Linked DNA regions of Mus musculus: region 1 is linked to region 2. Evidence: chromatin contacts called from public Hi-C data. All regions are on one chromosome and are shown on one strand. The core of a region is the stretch at or near the end of the contact, and the rest is flanking DNA. Distances in the headings are between cores, read along the strand shown.

What was found. A called contact is a pair of places that touch in the nucleus more often than the background predicts.
Region 1: a contact with region 2 is called in a Hi-C map of the C10 cell line, with 6 times the contacts expected there. The contact joins two enhancer-like sites. A contact is called at or near these places in 1 of 39 promoter capture datasets (the C10 cell line), 3 of 484 Hi-C or Micro-C datasets (the 63-12 cell line, the C10 cell line and large pre-B cells) and 1 of 115 datasets of contacts at active chromatin or transcription factors (large pre-B cells).

The regions. Positions count from the first base shown.
Region 1 is chr1:6,856,609-6,863,355 of GRCm38.p6, forward strand. St18 (suppression of tumorigenicity 18) reads left to right here. Exons shown (of 22, transcript NM_173868.2): 21 at 692-835; 22 at 1,852-4,332. The coding sequence ends at 1,992. Among named protein-coding and RNA genes, the nearest start is that of St18, 130 kb to the left of the region's middle. Within about 2 kb of position 1,958, at least 3 of the 459 cell types and tissues checked have an H3K27ac peak or open chromatin away from gene starts, as enhancers often do.
Region 2 is chr1:6,759,358-6,766,555 of GRCm38.p6, forward strand. All of the region lies in intron 2 of St18 (suppression of tumorigenicity 18), which reads left to right. Among named protein-coding and RNA genes, the nearest start is that of St18, 33 kb to the left of the region's middle. Within about 2 kb of position 1,429, at least 51 of the 459 cell types and tissues checked have an H3K27ac peak or open chromatin away from gene starts, as enhancers often do.

The sequences.
Region 1 (6,747 bases), core at 708-3,207, 98 kb after region 2:
CAAATTACAGAAGGGTACCAGAGATGAGACCGGGCTGTTTACATAGAAAAACTTACTTGGTATTGATGGCCTCAGCATTTACTTTGATGGAATTAGGAGCCTCTGAATTGTTTGGGCTTTAGAGTAATTCATTTATCCTTGATGTACATTCTACCATGACCTGGAAAAAACTAAATTTGGTAGTGAATTGATGAGGACCAAGGAGAGACTATACAGAGCAAAGCTGACACAGTGTCACCTGTGAGAAGTGATAGCATCACACCAAATGGCTGGGTCCACATGGCCACAACATAAGTGGATAGTGGCCTCATCCTGCACATTTTGCAAGCAATTCTCAGTGAACTTGAAGTACAAGGGCAAAAACCCTGAATATGGGCAACATTTCAAGTTGTCATTCACTGCAAAGAAGAGACATGCTACTGAGCAAGAATTGGGAAAATAGCCGATTTACCCTGGGGCATATTGACAATAAGATAGCCACCATATAGCCATGTAGAGAAGCGAGACCTGCAATTCATGGAAAGTCTTGTTAAAAGTATAAATCTGGAGGTATCTAACACTTAGAATGCAAGGGCAGGGCTGCAGTTTGGGATGGAGGCATCCCTTGGCACTTACATCTAGCTTCAGGTTTCCCCCAGAGACCTTTTAAAGGCCTCTAACTCTGCTTCTTATGTCATTACCTCTGCTGTAGATAACATCTATGGAGAGCAACTTGAAGACCATAGAGGAGGAGAACAAGCTTATAGAACAGAGCAATGAGAGTCTGCTGAAGGAGCTGGCAGGGCTTAGCCAGGCTCTCATCTCCAGCCTTGCTGACATCCAACTTCCACAGATGGTAAGACCAAGAGCAAGGCTCTGCTACCCCATCATCTACCTCAATGTCTTTGTTCCATTACCCTGTGGCTGAACTATTGACAGTCACCTACCCCTGATTCATTTTCATGCTTAATGCTTTCGCAATCTAAGAACACGGTAGATATGCATATTCAGATAATTCAAGGCCAGTGGCATTCCAAAAGGCCAGGACTCTTTAAGGATGAAGGTTTACTTAAAGCTATCTTATAAAGTTATTTGAAAGCTGGATGCCAGAGCTCACTCACTGTAAATATGTTTTCAAACAGTTGATTCTATACATCCCTCAGCATCATCTACTCAACTCATGAACTATAACACTCCCAATAATCTCATTGTAATATTCAACTTCTTTTCATGGAACATAGAATGCATGTGTGTGACCAAGGCATCCGTATTCCTATTCCTATCCCTTATCTCTTATCCCTTACCCCTTATTCATAAGTATGCAACTATTTAGAATTCACAAAAAGTTTATTCTACATTTTCACAAATGTAAATCAGTCTTTGGAGTTGGAGATGCATTGCTGGGAGCTATATTGGTGATGCTGTTAATTTCCTCAGCTCAGTACAATCCCTGCCATTCCAACATAGGACTGTTAAAGAACCACTTGGCAAAAGCTTCATCCTCCTAGCATACTTTCCACAGACAGCTGGTTTTATACTGAAAAGTGCAAATGAGACCCAGACTCTTCCCAAGAAAAGACATATAGTTTGGACACCTCTAGCTCAGCATTTATTATGTGGTTCCAGATTGATCCCCAATACTATTCAATTGCATTCCATTAATGCCATGAGTTAAGAGTATACAGATAGTACACACACACACACACACACACACACACACACACACACACATTTTCTGTCCTATCCCAAACTGCCACAGTCCTATAAACCCTTCTTTTCCTACTTATATAAGTTGGCAACATTTGTCACTATCTCCTGATCTTCCTTGGGGCAGCTGAACCTCTGTGATTGGTTTCCTTGTGTCTCCATCAGGGGCCTATCAATGAGCAGAATTTTGAAGCATATGTAAATACTCTCACAGACATGTACAGCAATCTGGAACAGGACTATTCCCCAGAATGCAAAGCTCTACTGGAAAGCATCAAGCAGGCGGTGAAGGGCATCCATGTGTAGAACGACAGTATGCAGGAAACAGAGGTCACTACGGCCATGAACTCCCACAAATCTGCAGGGGCCTAATACCCCTGGAGCCCAGAGGCTGTCCCTGTGTTTATAATTGCAACATTGCACTAATTTTTCCCCAGCTGACATAAAAAGGAAAGAAAAACTATGATAAACTCTTTGGATTAAAAGCAATGCAGTCAATTATTAAACTCGTTTATTTTCATATCTTTTTCTTTTCTTTCTTCATTGCACTCTTTATTTTGTAAAGTATATGTAAAAATAAATGTGACATTTTATATTTTATTTATTACTAATCAAAGAGTTTTTTATCTTTTAACTGCATTTTGAAGTCTACTATATTTTTACAGGTGTGTTTATTAATTTATCTTCTAATAGGATTTAAATAGAAATGCTGTTCTCAAATCACATATCTTTCTGGATTTAAATGAGAAAAACAAAACAAAAGAAATGTATGAAGGAAATCCTGATGTCAGGACTACACTGTGGTCAAGCTTGGTTTCTACTGTGCACTTCCATTTCTCCTTTACTGGTTTTGTTTTTATAAATGGCTTTTGGTAATGTGAGCTGTGAAGGATTATGAAGATAAATGGCGCCCACTAGTGGGAAATCCACACTCACAAAAGCACAGGATGTTAGCAAACAGCGCACTCAGAACTTGATAGCAATAATTAAATAAAATAGTCAGCATAGTATTCCACATGGCTGCAGAGATTTAATTAATATGAATTATTTATTTAGACTGCTTAAAGCATACATTTTAAGTGAATCAGATTTGTCTTCTTGTTTTTCAAGTCATATTGGCTAGTTGGCAACCCTTTCCCAAAATGAGAAATAAGCTTTGATGGGACCAGCTTGGCTTTTCCTGCTACACGTTAGTACAATATACAAGTGACAATGTTGGTGTAGATTTGTACTTACAACTACAGACACATCCAAATGGAAATTGTGTAGATACCGTATCCCCTGAAATAGCATTTATCTTACTGGGTTGACTGGAATAGAATGCAAAACAGAAGGCCTGAAAAAAAAAATGCTATTCCAAGCTAAGTGGTTACCTTGAATATTGGCAGCATTGGTCTTTGCTTCCCTAATAAATAAGGCAGTTTCAATTTGATAAAACTCTTGAACTTCAAGTGACACAAAGGATGTTACACACACACACATACATGTACACACATGCACATACACACACATACAGACACATGCACACACACACACACACACACAACAGCACAGTCTACACACATATATGCACTCACACTCATCCACACGTGAAATTCAACCTGCAATCTCAACTGGATCAGAGTTTAGAAGTTGCTGTAGTAAAGGCAATGTCTATTTCAGGGACTGTAAAGTAGTTAAGCATTGTTTCAAAAGTTTTTTTATATTTATTTTTTTTAAGGAAAAGGTATAGACAACCAGCTAAACTGCCTTTTTGGTGTGCACACACATTTCATGTGCAGATGTGCCTCTATGTAAAAGTACACATGAACTTTAGTGTGGGCTTAATTTTCTGTGCTATAATAAAAGTGTTTATTTTTTATTAGCCTCATGAATATTTAGATTTAGTGTGATGGCATTCACAGGCTTGAATTCACTGTTACTACTGTTACATGCTCTGATACATGAGAAGTGGTATAGTCACTCCACTCTCGTGGAACCGTGGATATTGTTATGCATCACGTGGCGCTTATCTTTGGCTTGGGGTTCATTTGAACTCTTGAATCTTAGTTTAGTGAAAATGAGATGTCTGTTCTTAGGTAGGAAAGGTGTTTATTTAAAGCTCAATTTTAAAATAAGCAGCTACTGCGAGTAGTGTCTACTATAAATGGGACACAAAGTTTCCTATTAAAGTATGTCTTTGAACATTTTGCTACACAATACTTCAAAGAAGCACACAAATGGGCTCACTTATTACAAAGACAGAAGTTTACTTTGCTAAATATTTTAACAAGTTTGTTATATATTTTATTTAAAGAGATCTCCTGCAATCCTATGTATTTATTACTATAATTTACATGGCTTCAGTTAATTTATTTGTGTTCATATAGTTTTATGAAGTGTATCTGTATTTATTTGCCTCCTCGTACTTGTGTTTTATAACATGCACTGAATTATTTTCTTTTCAACTATGTTAATGATTGATACTGTAAATTGGGTATTTTGTAAACAAAAACAAAGGCAGTGATGTATGCGTTTTTATTTGAAGTAGTTTGTTTGTATACTGTTTCTCCAAATGATTAATATTTCTTACATCATTGCAACAAAATTGTGTTCAGTGCTGTGCATTTGGTGTATGGTAGGAAATAAAAATTGATAATGAATTTGGCCATGATATTTACTTTATCAAGACAGATGTCACCAACCCCATGACCCACAGCTCCTGATATGGTAGAAAACCTCTAACACAGAACAATTCCTTCTGAACACTTTTACCCTTGGTTGAGAGGATTCTTGGTTGGTTAACATCTTGATTGGTTAACACCTTGGTGTAGAACATATCTCCAAAATGGGGTTTGCCTTTGCCTTTGCTAGAACTAGAAAGAATTTTGCCCAGATCTAATGAATAGCACACAAGGAGTCCTTTCCTGATACCAAACTGCTGGAGGTCCTGAATATAGCTTACATTTATGCAAGGTAGGTTCAAAAAATGTGATAATTCTAGGCTACCTGCTTTTGTTTTCCTAAGTCATCAGTATTCTCTACTTTTGAGTTTCTAGCCAGACTTACACATCTCTTAAATATGATTGTTCCTCATAGGCAATGTAAAATTTACTCAAATTAACTAAAGAGAAGTCTGGATCAAAGCGGGAGCTGGGCTTAAATTAGGTTTGCTTTCAGGGAGCACCACGTACTTTCAGTCACTAAGCTTACACGAAATGCTCATATGTGTTCTGGGAAAGCGATGCGAGCTGCTCAGCCAGTATCTTAGTGTCTACTTAATTTAGTATGTTTTACATCCTACCTTGGTTTTTGCTGTCTATGAGAAAGTTGTATCTACAGTTCATGATACAAATTTGTCATAGAATTGTATCAATTCTACTGGGACTTAGCAAGATCTGCCCTTTCCCATCACATATTTCTAATCAGAACAAACTTCCTGAGGTCTTGAATTCAGTGAGGACATGAGGCAAATGACAGGTATTATGACATGTAAATATACAATTTCTCCTGTAGAAACAGCAAGAAGGTTTGCTATCCACCTTGTATTTCCTGGAAAAGTGTGAGTTCCAGATTGGTCGAGACACTGGTAAACGACATGGCAGGCAGAGGAACCGCAAGTATGGAGTGTGAAGGGAAAATACCCATGAATAACAAAGAAAGTACAAAAGGAATCCAGATGACTGGAGATAGAAAGCTCAGGAAAGTGGGTTGAAGATTCAGTGTAAAACTCCATACCTCGTGGTTCAAATTCTCAGTAGCAGCCTTTGCTTTGCAAAGAAAGACTGAATTTCAAGGTTAGGTGTAGTTTGATAGTGGAGTTGCTACAGCATATTTCTAAAGCCTCATCTTCCATGCCTGCCACCTTCCTTGAAGAGATTTAACAATCAGAGGGTGGAGTTGATTTGTTTAGCAATTCAAATATTTCTTGCAGTAAAGCAATACAACTATATTCAGTGTATTTCAATTGTAATAGGATGTGAAATTGATAAGAACTTTTTCTGTCATCATTTTCTGTCTATTACCATTCCATCAAAAAGTAAAATAAAATAAAATCTTGAGGTATTTAGAACTCCGGCATGCTTCATCTGGATCCAAAGTCCTGTATGAAAAGAGCAGGACAGATGAATTGAGAAATTGCCTTGTTCTAGCACATAAGGATTTCACTACTAATGTTTTGGATGTGTCTTTCCACACATTCCACCCACTTCATTGTGGCCTGCAAGTAGTGCCTTCTGTTTCCTTCAGCTATCCAGCAGGTGACATACAGTAAGCAGATTGAACTTGCTAATAACTGTCCACACTGTCATTCGCAGTCAGAGATGCTTTGTATACTGAGAAAACCCTTGGGCTTGAGGAGCCATGTTACCATATGCAATGAAAATGGTGAGATGGCTGGTTCGCAGGTAACAGTAGTGCCCAAAACAATAAAACTGGACAAAAATGCACCCTAGATTCAACCCCATTTGCTTGCAAAGCTAATCAAGCAGCTTCCCTGTGTTTGAAGAAAAATCTACTAAAATCCATGGATTTCACCATACACACATTGGTCTACACTACCAGAAATAAGAAAGCCTATTATACACGTTTGACCATCACCACTTTGACCAACAGAATCTTCTTAGGCTCCTGCCAGATACAGTTTCATCTGCAGGATATGAGCAGGAATGATATGAAACCACTAGACTAGAACACTCCATGAGGGGAAAAACAGTTTATTTGGGGATTTAGACTGCTGGGGCGGGGGGTGGGGGGGTGGGGGGGGGGTGGCAGCAGGAAGAGCTTTGCCAGTTTTATAGGGGACAAGAGGAAAAGCGCATGAGCCCGAACAGCCTGACAGAGCAGGAGAAGATGAGATGCAGGCCATAACAACCTGTAGGATAGCATGGAAACTTTGAACTGAGGTAGATTGTTGGAGCTAATCAAGAGCTAGGTGCACCTTGCTGAAGGCAGTTGACTGTTGCAGGTGGATAAGGGAAGAAATAGCTTTCCTGACAAACAGTAAATGGCTTGACAAGATTTCTGAGAGATGCCAAGTTTAGGTTTCTGTTAATCTGATAGTAATCCTTCTATTTAGTCAGA
Region 2 (7,198 bases), core at 179-2,678:
TCAAAGAAAATATGCTGGTATTTTATGTGCACTTGTTAAGGTAATAAATCTTTCCAGACTTTGGAATCTTTGGAGACTATACTTGAACTTTCCAGGCTTCTGGGAGGCCTGTTGGGCTTGCGTTTCCTGAGTAGACAGAGCAGGCTGCTTTCACTAACAGGCAAACACCACAAGAACATTGGCAGTGATGCTGAGCTCATGTTAGTTGTTAGTTGTACCACACTGACGATGGTGGTGAGGTCATAGTAATTAGAATACATTGTCAGTGATGTTTTTTTATGCTATACCTCACTGATGGTGGTAGTGAGCTCATGTTAGAACATATCGATTGTGTTGGTGACTTAATGTGAGGTCATGCCAGTTATAACACATTGGCAAATGGCATTGAGTTCACATTAAACTGGAAGTTGTACATCGTACACACATTACTTGAGAAAATCACTTGCCCCTTTGTCAAACTTTCTACCTTTCATTTAGTTTGGGATATTTAATAAACTGTAAGTAGGCCTATGATTTTCTATTTGGGGGACAGAGTTGATTTACAGATCATAACTCTTGGTCCAATCATCTATAAGAACAAAATACCATCTCAAATGTACATTTCTTTTCTTTTAAATAATGTAACATATTTAGCATATTGTAACAGGTTTGCAGAAGCAGGTAGTTATCTATGAAGCAGTTATTAAGGCCTGGCATCCTCTAATTGTTTGAAAAAAGGGAAGTCAGCAAATGGAGGATTTGCTGATGACTTCAGGTAGCTAAGATATTTGAACTTCTAAGTCATTAATTAGAAAGACACTGTGTGGGCTGCTAATCTGCCATACCATGGTTGCCATGTAATTTCATCTTTTAAGGTTACTCTCTCAGAAAAGTGGGGACTTCCATGAAAGTGAGTGAATGCTAACAAGTCGAAGAAGTACTGCTGGAAGCCCTTGGTCCTTGGTGAAAGCCTCCAGACCTGAGAGTAATGTCTTAACAATGTGCCTTCCCCATACGCTACTATGCATTTAAGTTGGGGAAAAGCTGTTTTGTTTTTTTCTAAAGGAACATACAGAACAGCTAAAGAGTGACAAATAATAATTTCTAAAACTCAGGGATTGACATTTAATAAAAGTGGGGGTTTAAAGGTGTCATGAATATGTATGAAAAGAGGAACCCAGGTTCCTGTCCGACTGTGGTCGGCTTCCACAGAGGAGCTGGGAGGAACTTGAGTGATGGACTCAGACCTGACAGACAGACCTGGAGAAGCCCTGCTTCACATTTCTGTTTCCCTCTGCTTCCATACCCTGGGTCTTTGTGTGCCAAATCCTATTCCTAAACTTATCTTTTCTCAGCACCCTCTGAACACTTCTCAAGCAGATCTCAGCTGTGCTGCCTCCGTTCTAGTCTCCAGGGAGGGAAGCCACAGCAGATGGGGTTAGGGCAGAGGGCTGACGCATCTGACAGCAAACGGCGGTGAGGCTGCAGAGTAGAAACTATGAGCGTCAGGAAGCTCCTTCTCCCAGGAGACCCAACTAACCACTGAAGAAAGTTGAAAATGAGCCCTTTGAGAAACGCTATTAAAAGTAGTAAAAAAATGCGATTGTGCAGATGACGTGCTGCTGTGTGCTTATTCGGATGCTAATGAGTTTGACATTAGGGAACTCAGAGGCTTTACAGCTACTCCCTTATGCGATTCCGTTCTTTATTGGCAATCTTTGAGAAAATAAATGGAAAATGTATTGCTAATAAATACATAACACGATAGGGCATTAGACAGAAAGCCATTACTTTCAGGATTTAGAAAGAGCTTTGTTCACCAGTATGACTGCTTCCAGGATCTTTTGTTTTAGGTTGGTGTGTGGCAAACAAAGGGAACTAAGCAGGTGGAAAGCTCCAGAACTCTCTCTATCAAGAGCACAGCAGAATAGGCCAAAAACATTTTTTTTAAGTTATGATCAAACACAAAATCAGAACTCCCTAGCTGTGGTACTACTTTTCCATTCTTCTACTTGGGCAGTGTGTGAGAGTTTGCTTCCTGCGTCTTCTGCACAGCCACAGTTGCTGACATGAGTTGAAAAAGCATCTGTTTTGTGTCTGGTCAAAGCTTGCAAGGAGCAGGCGTGTGTGGGTGAGAGGCTGCTGCTTCAGGACACTGCACTAGGTAAAAGGCCAGCAACAAAAGTCTCCTGCAAAGAAGGTTGGAAGCTTGTGACTTAAAATGTCAGAACTGCCAACTATAAACATTTAACCATGGGCATGTGTGCATGTGGCATTGGTACAGCAGGGCCCTCTCTAGGATTCTAAGTGCACTACCCTGGCTTTCAATGTCTTTTTTTTTTCTCCCACCCTAGAACCAAATAGGGGAGATGCAGCCTTGTGTAGTTACTTGATGGTAAAATAAACGGAAAACAGGTTGTTTCCTTGAAAAGTGAATTAAAACGCTAGACGTGGGATTAATAACAACTTCTGCTGGCCATTTCAGAACAGCTCAGGTAACAAGGGAGCAGTCTGTTGCTTGCAGCTTCTTCATTAGGGCTCATTTCTTTTTGATGGCTAAGAGTAATAATAGGCATAATAGGACTAGGGATATAGCTCAATGGTAAAGTGCTTGCCTACCATGCATAAGGTTCTGGCTTCAATCCCTAATACTACAGAAAATGAATCATGAAATTATTATTAATAATACAATTTGTAATATAACAATGTTATTCTTCTTGTAATTTGGCCAACCAAATTATAGGTACAAGATGCCAACATGTCCTCTGTCATTCACTAAGGTTCCTTTAAATAAGCAATTTTCTGGTCCAGCCTAATATGCTTTCTTTCTTTTACTTTTTCTCTCACTATTTCAAAATTTCCTACTAAATTGAACAAAAATATTGAGTCCCTCTGAGGGGTCACAGTTGGCACATTCAGGTTAACTTCAGAAAGAGTGGTGTGATCTCAGTTTTATAAAAAAAAAATTAGAATAGATTGAAAGAAAACTCATTTAATAAAAGAATTTTTACCAAGGCTTTTCTGGTCACCTCCATGCATTTGCTTTGAACTTCATTGTTGCTGCTGAGTTTAGAATGGTCATCTTTTTCAGTACAACACTCAACTTACTGTTTTAAAGTGCTAAGCAACTGACATGCTCTAGGGCTGCAACTGTTCTGTATGTAGTTACTGGTATCTGCCCTCACAGAATGGTTCATGATTACAAAGATTTAAAAATCTAATGTGTGTTCATTTGTATTAAAAACTAGTTAGGTTAAAGATGCTTTAAAAATACAATCTTATAAGTATCCCAGATGACTTACAGGGCTCATTCCAACAAACACTGGAAAGTGAGAAATTTGATTGTCCATGAGACAAAGTCTACTTGAAAAAGTGTATGTCTTATGAAGAAAATATTTTCTAAAATTTCCTATTTTGCCACAGGTAAATCTCAAAATATGAAAAAGGGAAACTGTCAATGGCCTTTTATATGTTTGTTACCTTAAGTAATATTTAAAAGAGGCATATTTTGAAAATACACAAAAACTCCAAAACATAAAGTTGGTAGTGCATCCACCCTCACCCCATGTCACAAAAGTGTGACTTTGAGGCCATGGTACAGCATCTGATGGAAGTCTGTGGCATACACTTGTTATCTGTGGGGAAAATAGAACTATTTGCTGAAGATATGTGGCAAAAGTATACAAACATATGGCTTTGGTTTACATTCAACATTGCCAGTTGTAGAAGTTTCTGGGTAGACTCTACAATAGTGATGGCAACTTGAAATCAGAAAAACACTATAGCTAAAGACTTGACTATAAAGTATTTCCTCTTGATGCTGAAATTCGTTGGGATTCTAGAAAATTGCCTTTGCAAATTATTTCTCCGGTGAGTAATGTGCACTAATGTGGTCCTTGGATAGAACTATTGCCCTGAGTCTAGTCTAATAAACTGTACTGTCTGATAGCAGGTGCGTCTACTTCCTCCTGCAGGTTTGCTGTTGGTTGGAGAATTAAAAAGAGCTAAGAGAGAAAAAGCCACTCATATCTCTAAACTAGACATGCTCTTCAACCCCCAGCCTTCTATATAGAATCAAAGATCATACAATAATACATATGCAGATGTGAAGAACTACAATTAAGAATTGGAAGCCTTAAATAAGTGTGAAAGTGTGAATTAGAAAAAAACACTTATACTTATGTCACCATAGGATGCTATGAGAAAGAATTTTGTTACATTCCTAAAAGGTTGACACTGAAAGATTCTGTTTGTCTTGAGCAATCAATAAATGCATTAGAATTATAGAATAAAAAAGAAGGTAAGAATAGAGAAAAGTAGACAAATAGTCTAGCCCTTCATCTCTCACCACAAGTCAGCACTTCATTTAATATAACAACTCATTTCTTCACAACTTTCCTTCTATAAAGTATACATCTAGGCCACCATTTTATACTAACCCACAGGTACGTTTAGAACAGACTAGCATCATTCAAAGAAAAGACAATCAATACTGAGCTCTTTGTCCTCAAGCTAGACAGATTTATTCTGATAAACTGGCATTATCTAGTCATTTCATTTTTTTGAGTTCCAGGACTTTTCAAGTTTCCTAGGTTTCTCTTTTTTATTTTTCTAAATTTCACTTCTGGCAAGGATGTATCCACCAAGGATACACAGCATCTTAGAGAGAGGAGCAAGGACCGTCTTACACAGCATAGCAGCCTCTCCATTTTGCAACAAATTTCTAGGGATTGAAAGGACCTGTTGTGAGCTGGGGCTATAGGTAAGAAAAAAGGCATATGCCTGGCAAATGCAAGGCCTTGAGTTCAATCCCTACTACCACTGTAAATTAAAAAGAAAAATCAGAGAGGATATGTCATAAGAATAATGAAATATAACCCGTAATATAATATAGTAAAACACTGTAATTTTAGACATGCCAGGAAAGAATCACAGTGAGCCTTGGTTAAGAAATAAAAGAAATCCAAACAGAGCTTGATTGTTAAAAATGCGTTTGCACAGGTATAAGGACAAGAGTTTGATCCCCAGTAACCATGTAAAAGACCACACAAAGCAGTGTGCACTTGTAAACCTAGTACTAGACAGATGCAAGAAGGTCCCTAAAACTCATGTCTGCCAGTCTATCTGTATCTGGCAGCCCTGGGTCTCTATCTCAAAAAGTAAGATAGAAAGCTACTGAGGAATGACACCCAAGGTTGACTTCAGGCCTTCAAACCCACATATGTGCATACACTCCACGTACACAAGTGTACTCATCCACATGCAACAACTCCCTGATAAACAAAACACACAAATTAAAATAAAGAACAAAAACTTTAAAAGGGAAATGAACATTGGATATATAGGGAAATTTCTTCAAGTTAAAAGTCCCTGTTTGAGGTAGCTGGTGACACAATGTTAACTGTGTAAGAGTTTTCAAAAATTACCTCAAACCAAAGTTATTAGAATGACTTTTCCATGTGTTATGACCTGCCCTTCCACAAAGAGCCAGACTCTATGAATCTGAATAGGATTTTACATAAATCTCTATTGAAGAAAAAGTGAAGTGCAAGTGCAATTGAGTTTGTAAATTCACCACAATGTTCCTTGAACCCTCCTTCTCCTTCTTCTTCTGCTTCTTCACCTTCCTCCTCCTCTTCCTTCTCATCCCCTACTCCTCCTCCCCCACTCCTCCTCCTCCTCTTCCTCCCCTCCCCCACTCCTCCTCCTCTTCCTCCTCCTCCTCCTCCCCCTACCCTCCTCCTCCTCCTCCTCCTCCTCCTCCTCCTCCTCCTCCTCCTCCTCCTCCTCCTCCTCCTCCTCCTCCTTCTTCTTTTTCTCAGAAGATATCCTGGGACTTGCTTTCAACTTCATAGTACGGCTCAGATTTCTGTGCTGGAGTGTTGAGGTAGAAGTCTATTTTCTTTTGCCTGTGATATAATAAACTCCAATTTAAAAAAAAAACAGTCAAGTACAGTACCTAGGACATTGTTCATACATCTCTCTGTATAGGCCTGTAAGTAAGCAAAGATACTACACGGCATCTTTCAACCGTCAACTAAACATTGATTTTCATGCTTCATTGGGTATCAGCTTATTTCTACCTCTGACTCATATATCCTCTATGAAATGTTGTTTATTAACATTCTTCATTTTATCAGTGGTTTTCACACTTGCCATTTGTTCTTACATTTGCTCATCTATCCAGAAGATCATTTATACCAGGAAGCCTTTTTCAAAAATTTCCCTCACTGCTTTATAAATTAGATTCTGAACATGAAGTACCTTTTTCTTTCTACTGTAATATTGCATGTGGTTTATCTGAGCTATACATTACACTGAACTCTTCCCTGTTTGTTTGTTTGTTTGTTTACTGACATAGGGTCTCACTGTGTAGCCATGGCTGACATAGAACTTTCTATGTAAACCAGGCTGGCTGGCCTCAAACTCACAGGATCCACCTGCCTCTTCCTCCCATGTGCTGGGATTAAAATTATATGCTACCATGTGTAATTCATATTAATGTGGTTTCAGAGCAAAAAACAATTGCAATGGTAAATGAGAAGAACTGATATAGGCATCTCAGAAATATCTTCTATTTTTTTCTGCATAACTAATGAAGTGAAGTAGACAATGTTCTACAAAATTCATAGGACAGGTCTTAAAAACTAAACTTGTTTTGAAAAAGATAATAATGTTTGCAATATTAACAGCAATCTTTTCAATAATATTGTGGTGACTAAGCCAAAAGATCACACATAACACTTGCCAGTAGACAAAAAAAAATAATAATTTCTAAGAACTGTAATTTTTGAGATTGCATTACATATTATTAAATCATTTTGCCTCAAACATGTAACAGTTGTCTGCCTCCTTTATAATTCATGAGGAATTGAAAAGGGTAGGAAACTCTACTACTCCATGTCTTCTGACATGAATAGGACAGAGGTCTTTTTACCTTGAATGCACATGATGAGAGCAAGACATCTACTTTAGTAAGAGGTTTGTCTATAGAAAAACTACCCATGTTCCTTTGCAGTTTATCAAAAAAAAAAAAAAACCCAAAAAAAAACAAAAAACATGGAGTGATTCAAATGAAGATCATTTAGAAGTTAGTGCTCACATGCATAAAGCTCTAGAGAACAAAGACCTGGTGTGTGTGTGTGTGTGTGTGTGTGTTTACAGTGCTTTCTATTACTGAGTTGTGCCATGGTCCAATAAGATCTGATTTTGAATTAGA